Regions from separate parts of the Pan troglodytes genome. Here region 1 is linked to region 2. A link is a contact called in public Hi-C data. All regions are on one chromosome and are shown on one strand. The core of a region is the stretch at or near the end of the contact, and the rest is flanking DNA. Distances in the headings are between cores, read along the strand shown.

Evidence for each region. Hi-C and Micro-C count contacts between places; a contact is called where the count stands out from the background.
Region 1: a contact with region 2 is called in a Hi-C map of stem cell-derived neural progenitor cells, with 4 times the contacts expected there. The contact joins the enhancer-like site here to the promoter of COTL1 in region 2. A contact is called at or near these places in 2 of 7 Hi-C or Micro-C datasets (induced pluripotent stem cells and stem cell-derived neural progenitor cells).

The regions. Positions count from the first base shown.
Region 1 is chr18:82,897,388-82,900,669 of NHGRI_mPanTro3-v2.0_pri, reverse strand. All of the region lies in intron 1 of USP10 (ubiquitin specific peptidase 10), which reads right to left. Among named protein-coding and RNA genes, the nearest start is that of USP10, 34 kb to the right of the region's middle. Within about 2 kb of position 1,874, at least 7 of the 24 cell types and tissues checked have an H3K27ac peak or open chromatin away from gene starts, as enhancers often do. A contact at or near this core is called in induced pluripotent stem cells and stem cell-derived neural progenitor cells, where this site is marked.
Region 2 is chr18:82,780,100-82,783,663 of NHGRI_mPanTro3-v2.0_pri, reverse strand. COTL1 (coactosin like F-actin binding protein 1) reads left to right here and starts at 1,906. Exons shown (of 4, transcript XM_016930291.3): 1 at 1,906-2,201; 2 at 2,457-2,539. The coding sequence starts at 2,125.

The sequences.
Region 1 (3,282 bases), core at 625-3,124, 120 kb before region 2:
GAGCCAGACTCCATCTCAAAAAGAAAAAAAAAAAAAAAGAAGAAGAAGAAGTCATTGAGAAGAATCAGTGATTTCCACAACGGAGAAGCAATGATTCATTCATTTAATCAATAATTATTTAGAACCTACAAATGCCCACGTATGATCAGTACTGGGTATAAAAATGGTAAGCAGAGTGTGGTTCCTCTGTTCTAATGGAACTAAACAGTCTAGTAGCTTCCAGGGAAATTTACAAGCCAAGTGATTCAAAAATAACCAGTAACTAAATATTACATAAATGAATAATACTCATTATTATTGTAAATGTGAATAAATGGCCACTAAATATAATACCCTACTGGTAAGAATGCACAGGGAAAACGTTTCTGCAGAGCTCTTTGACAACATCTACCAAAACTATAAATATACATTAAGAACAAAAAAGTTTTCATATAATATTTACACATACTTGCAAAAGTCAACAAAGAAATTATGTATTGACGGTAACAGTGAAAATAAACAGAGCCTCAAAATGGTTCAGAAATGATCTTCTGAAATACCGTCACTTTTCAGTGAAGAATATAGAAGGTTACACCTTCTTCTCATCACCAACACTGGGAAAAGATGATATGAATTTCACTAAGAAACCCTCAAAGCAATGGAAGGGAAAATTCTATAGGCTAAAAGGAAGCAGAAAAAATTAGCACAGACTATCACACACAAAAAAAGAGCTATCAGAGATCATGAAAGTGTTCGCGGAAATTAATTACTAATTTTAAATCACTAAATTAAAAAACTCAACAGAACGTCTTAATAGCAAAATAAACAAAGCTATGGAAGGCAATGGGGCAACATTTTGAAAGTTTCGAGAAAAACGGATTTTGTTCCTAGAATGCCAGAGGATTTTTTCATAGAATTCTATAAATTACTTTTCAAGTGCAAAAGAGAAAGAACACTTTCTGTCACATACACCTTTTTCTTGGGGGGAGGAAAGGAAACTGCTTAAGAATTCCAGAAAATGAATTCGAGAAATACAAGAATGATAAAGAAGTAAAATACAAGAAACGCACGGCAGCTGTGAAGTTTAATGCAAATATTAAGAACAAATAAACTAAAATCATGCTGTTTTGTTTAATATCAATAGTAGAAACGTGGGTACTCTGTGCACATTGCCTATGGGGTATAGCCCTGCTCTGCAACGAGCAGTTAAAAAAAAAAAAAAAGTAGAGGCCGGGAGCGGTGGCTCACACCTGTAATCCCAGCACTTTGGGAGGCCGAGGTGGGCGGATCATGAGGTCAGGAGATCGAGACCATCCTGGCTAACACGGTGAAACCCCGTCTCTACTAAAAATACAAAAAATTAGCCGGGCATGGTGGCATGCACCTGTAGTCCCAGCTACTCAGGAGGCTGATGCAGGAGAATCGCTTGAACCCGGGAGGTGGAGGTTGCAGCAAGCCGAGACTGAGCCACTGCACTCCAGCCTGCTGACAGAGAGAGATTCCGTATCAAAAAAAAAAAAAAAAAGGTAGAAATGCTATATATTAAAAGTTATCCATTTTATCTTATGACTAACAAGAAAGGCCTTTGACTTCAGAATGTGGGGAAGATACCTAGGCATAAGAAACCAGAATGTTCTGCAGGATTATCAGGTATTTTCTTTAGGAAGGTTTTCTTCCTAGACAATGGAAAATAAACATGTTTATTTAAATCATACTTCTAAGCACACTTTCTTATTTCAGTTCACATACAGCCTAAAGTTTTCAGAGCTAGTCAATCCAGTAAGAACACTACAAATCCAAATGATTTGATAAAAATCTTGGCAGCAGAGGAGGAGAGGAGGAGAAAACAAGATTCCAAGCCACTAACACACACTTCCTGTTTCAAACGCAGACACCAAGTGGCTTCAGCATGAGTCAGCGGCAAACACCCTCAAGTCATGAGCTGGAACGCTCAGAAACGGTTCACTGAATTTTTTTTCTCCTATTATTTTCAAATTTATTAGTTTTACTTAATTATTTTTAAAGTATCTGAGAAAACGTTATAGATTTTAAGCGTTTTTATTATAACTTCATGTCAATAATTTCTCCACAGATATGTACCTTCAATCAAATTACAAAATTAACTAGGGGAAAATGAGGAAGAACTTTAGGTACAGACAGCGAGAGATCTTCAAAATACTATTAAAAGAAGAAAGCACTCTCGGTGTAAAAAAGGTAGGAAAATAGAGTATCTGTGTTGCTATATAATAACATATTTGTGTTTGTTAATAATATAGATATTTGTGTCTGCATAAAGAGACACTGGAAAGATCAACAAGAAAAAATGTGGCCCTTCACCTTTGGGACAGTAGCACTGAGTGGACGCTGAGTGGACGCAGACAGGAGTGGAGGGCATTTCCTAGCACGTTTTTTGGAGGGTTTTCTTGGGAGGGGACTACATACTTTCTTCAAAACATTAATCATAAAAAGTAAACACAACAGAAATCACCTTACAACTCTTCAAATGCACCCATTTTGCACAGACATAAATTCATAAGCATGTTAGTTTCAAGATCTCACTGACAACAGCTTAGGACTTGATGAAAACATGTCACGCAAAAAAATACACCATAAGTAACTGCTGATTACCAGCTATGCAACACTGAACTATCATTTAACACTTGACAAATCACTAGCCACGGCTGTTTTGAACTCCAACTTAATTTCCTTAACACTGGCTCACATAGCTCAATAAACAACTCCATCAAAATACACGTGAATCACATTTTAATCCTTAAATGCATGAGCTTTTAAAAGTGAGCAGTTACACTTCAGCAATATTTAAAACCGGTCCTTTCGATTTTATAACTGAAATAAAGGAACGGGCTAAGAAGTCAGTGCCAAGGGTTTAAGAGCATCTCTGCAAGGCGCTCAGCCTCCCGGGGAACTTGATTAGAATTTCCATCTCCCATACAATGAGTATTCCCCATATGCTCATGGCAGATAAACTACATGTATCTTTTTCCTATGTGTCAATACAAATATAACTTATACTCAAGCAGGAATTCTGATACAACCCAATAACCACATATAAAGGAATCCTCTATTTGGGGAGTTAACCATCAAATGTCAGTAAAAGACAAGTCATCGATATCACAAGCTAGGGGAATCCTAAGAATAAAATGGAATTTCTTAGAATTGCAATGCACATTTTGAAAAACGATAAATATTTCTTTCTTGGCAAAGTAAGCTGGCATGGTAACCATTCAAACATGGATTATGAATGATGTAATAAAATAATCCATACAAATGTGAAGGTTAAGA
Region 2 (3,564 bases), core at 657-3,156:
TAGAAGGAAGCTCCCCATATTTTCTTCTGGCACTTTTGTGATTTCCTTTTTTTGAGACAGAGTCTCGCTTTATCGCTCAGTCTCGAGCGCAATGGTGCGATCTCCGCTCACTGCAACCTCCACCCCCCGCCCCGTGTTCAAGCGATTCTCCTGCCTCAGCCTCCCAAGTAGCTGGGATTACAGTCGTCTGCCACCACGCCTGGCTAATTTTTGTATTTTTAGTAGAGATGGGCTTTTGCCATGTTATCCAGGCTGGTCTCGAACTCCTGAGCTTATGAGATCCTCCCACTTCAGCCTCCCAAAATGCTGGGATTACAGGCGTGATCCACTGTGACTGGTCTGATTTCCTTTATTTGTGTTTAAATTTTTGATCCTTTTGGAATTTTCCCTGATCAAAGGATCCACCTCTGTTCTTCTTTCTAATGGCCAATGGTCCCATTACCCTTGTCAAGGAGTTAGGTAGGAACCGCTTTGTGGGGTATGAAATGTGAATTTCTTTTTGTCTTATTTATAACAGCATCTGCCTCTACTCTTCTGAAACTGTGTTCCTGTCCACCCACCCATTCAACTACCCATTGATTGACTGATTGATTGATTCATTCAATTTCTCGTTTTTGTTTTCTTGCTTGTTGAGAATTCTAATATTAATTGGATATTGTCCCTGACCTTTTGGGATTCTATTTAGGATTTGTTTTTATCACTTAATAACCAACAATGATGACATTTTATCGAATGTCTAGTATATTCGTTCCAAGTATCATTTCAATTACACTCAAAACAAAGCAGTGATGTCAGTTATACTATTTTTCCCATTTGAGGAGTCATTTAAAAGAGGTTTTGAGGCTTTCCAATGGCCCCCAGTTGGAAAGTGGCAGTACTGGATGCAATTCAAGAGCCCAGTCTTCAGGATCCTGCCTTTTTACCTACCTGGACGCTGTCTGTAACTGGTCTCTGTGGAATGGCTGGATGAGGGAATGAATGAATGAGTCAGTGAAGGAATGAGGAAGACAGAATGAGTCAGCTCTTGCTTTCAGAGGAGCCCAAAGGGAGAGGTTAAGATAGGAATGCAAATGACCAGAATCCAGAGTAAACGCGAGCCCACCAGCGTTTTGGAAGCAGTCCACTTTCTACCCCCTCCTATTTAAAATGCTTCATTCTTTCCAGTTCCTCCCCACCTAGAATCCATGGAACCAAACGCTGGGGTAGGGACAGTGGCCAGCCTGTCTCCTTGGGTTTGACGCATTACATCATCCACGTGGAGGGTCCCCTGTGGAGCTCTGCAGCCCTGCAGCCTCAGGGGCAGGGGGGTGGGGAGAATGAGGAACGGGGAGAGGGGGAATAGGAGGAGATGCCAGGAGGGTAAGTGGAGACGAGGGAGGCGAAGCCGGGGGCAGCAGGGGAGGGGGTCAAGGAGGAGGAAAGAAGAGAGCTTGGGGAGAAGGAAATAGGGAGGATGGAGAAGTTTTGGGCTGGGATAGGCAAGAAGAGGGAGGAGGAGAGAGGAAGAAGAATAAAGGGGGAAGGGAGAAAGAGGGGGAGGGAAGGGAGGGGGAAGAGGTCAGGGAAGTGGGGGAAGCAAGGAGTGGGGGAAGAAGAGGAAGGAGGAGGGAGAGGAGGAAGACGGGGTGGGAAAGGGGGTTGGGGTAGTGGGAGTTTCCAGGGAGGGGTCGGGAGGGGAGGAGGGGAAGTGAGAAGGAGAAGGAGAGAGAAGAGGGATGTTGGGGGAGAAGAGAGCGGGAGGGAGGAGGGATAGTGAGAGGGAGGCGGCAAAGCCCCTACTCCAGCCCCCACCGCGGAGTTGCGCAAGCCTTCCGGTCTGGGATTGGCCGCCAGAGAATCAAGACGCTCCGCCCCCGCAGCCCGACGGCCAATGAAGAGGCGGGCCGCGGCCTGGGCGGCCAATGGGCGCGGGGGGGCGGGGCGGGCCACGGCCTGGGGTCCCCGCGCGCTCTCCGTCCGCAGTGGAAGCCGCCGCCGCGCTCGGAGCTCGCAGGCGCCGCGTCGCCGTCGCCACCGCCGCCAGCCCGTGCGCCCTCGGCGCGTACCCGCCGCGCTCCCATCCCCGCCGCCGGCCAGGGGCGCGCTCGGCCGCCCCGGACAGTGTCCCGCTGCGGCTCCGCGGCGATGGCCACCAAGATCGACAAAGAGGCTTGCCGGGCGGCGTACAACCTGGTGCGCGACGACGGCTCGGCCGTCATCTGGTAGGAACTTTTCATTCCTCTCCACGCCCCGCTCCCGGGGCTCGCGCGGGGCCTCGTGCACCGAGCCGGCCTCCAGGCGGGACGGATTCGGGGCCTCCCGCGCTGTCTTCCTCGCCTTATTCCGGGACGGCGTGCCAGGCCCCCGCGGGCTTCTCCGTGGCCAGCGCGTCTGTTAGATTGTCCTCTGCAAGCGCCGCGTCGCGCGGCCACCAGCGCTGATGTGTGTGTGTGTTTTTTTCTTCTCCCAACCCAAAGGGTGACTTTTAAATATGACGGCTCCACCATCGTCCCCGGCGAGCAGGGAGCGGAGTACCAGCACTTCATCCAGCAGTGCACAGGTAGGGAGGCGCGCCTGCCGGGCGGATGCGCGGTCGTTGGGAGGTTGTCTGCACCCGGGGAGCCCCGGCCAGAGCGAACCCGGGAGGAACCGGTGGCCACATGGGGTGCCCCTGGCGCATGGCGTGGGAGGAACCCGATGTGAGCGTTTTAAGGCCTCATAAAACCTTCTCCCCTCTGGACATCCGAAGCAACAGAAGTGACCCACCTGCCTCCGCCATCCTACAATGCCTTCTCCAGGCGGGGCAGCTCTTTTGCCCCCTGCGGTCCACTGGTTTTCCAAGGTCAACTCCTGTGTTTCCAAACTCCAGTGTCCAGCTCTTCCCACTGTCCCCTTTGATCAGTCACTGAGCCCAAATACGAACAGGCTAGGGGGCTGCTTGGAAGGGAAAGAAACTCAGCCGCGCCCTCCTTTCTCCCGCTATCATTGTCTGCCCGTGTGCTGATTTTATGTGATTTTTAATTTGACGAGTAGAATCAGATGCAAAAGAGTACACACCGTATGATTCCATTTATAAATCCTAGACAAGGCGAAACTAATCTATGGTGTGAATGTCAGAATCGAGATTAGCTTTTGGGGCTAGATAGCCACTGATGGGGAGGGGCACACCACCCGGACTGCTGGGAGCTGAAAATGTCTCTGTAGACATTTGTTGATCTGGGAGGGGGTTATGCAGGTGTGTACCCGCGTGAAAAATCATCAGACTGTATACTTAAGATATGTGTGCCTTAGGCACTTCCCTGTGGCGTGTGAACCATGAAAAGAAAGACCACGTGGCAGGCATCGCCATAAACCCCTCAGTAGTGGCAGAGGCTCTGTGATGTTGGTAATGGGACCTTTTAAAGAGATTGGAGAATGCGACTCCCTCCCATTTCTGGTCTTTAGTTGGAAGCAAGCTTTCGGACAAAGGCAGCACAGCCCGGAGGTTAGGGCGTGGACCCTGAACCAGACGGTGTGGGTTACTTATTTATTTATTTTTGAGACAGAATCTTCCTCTTTTGCCCAGGCTGGAGTGCAGTGGTACAA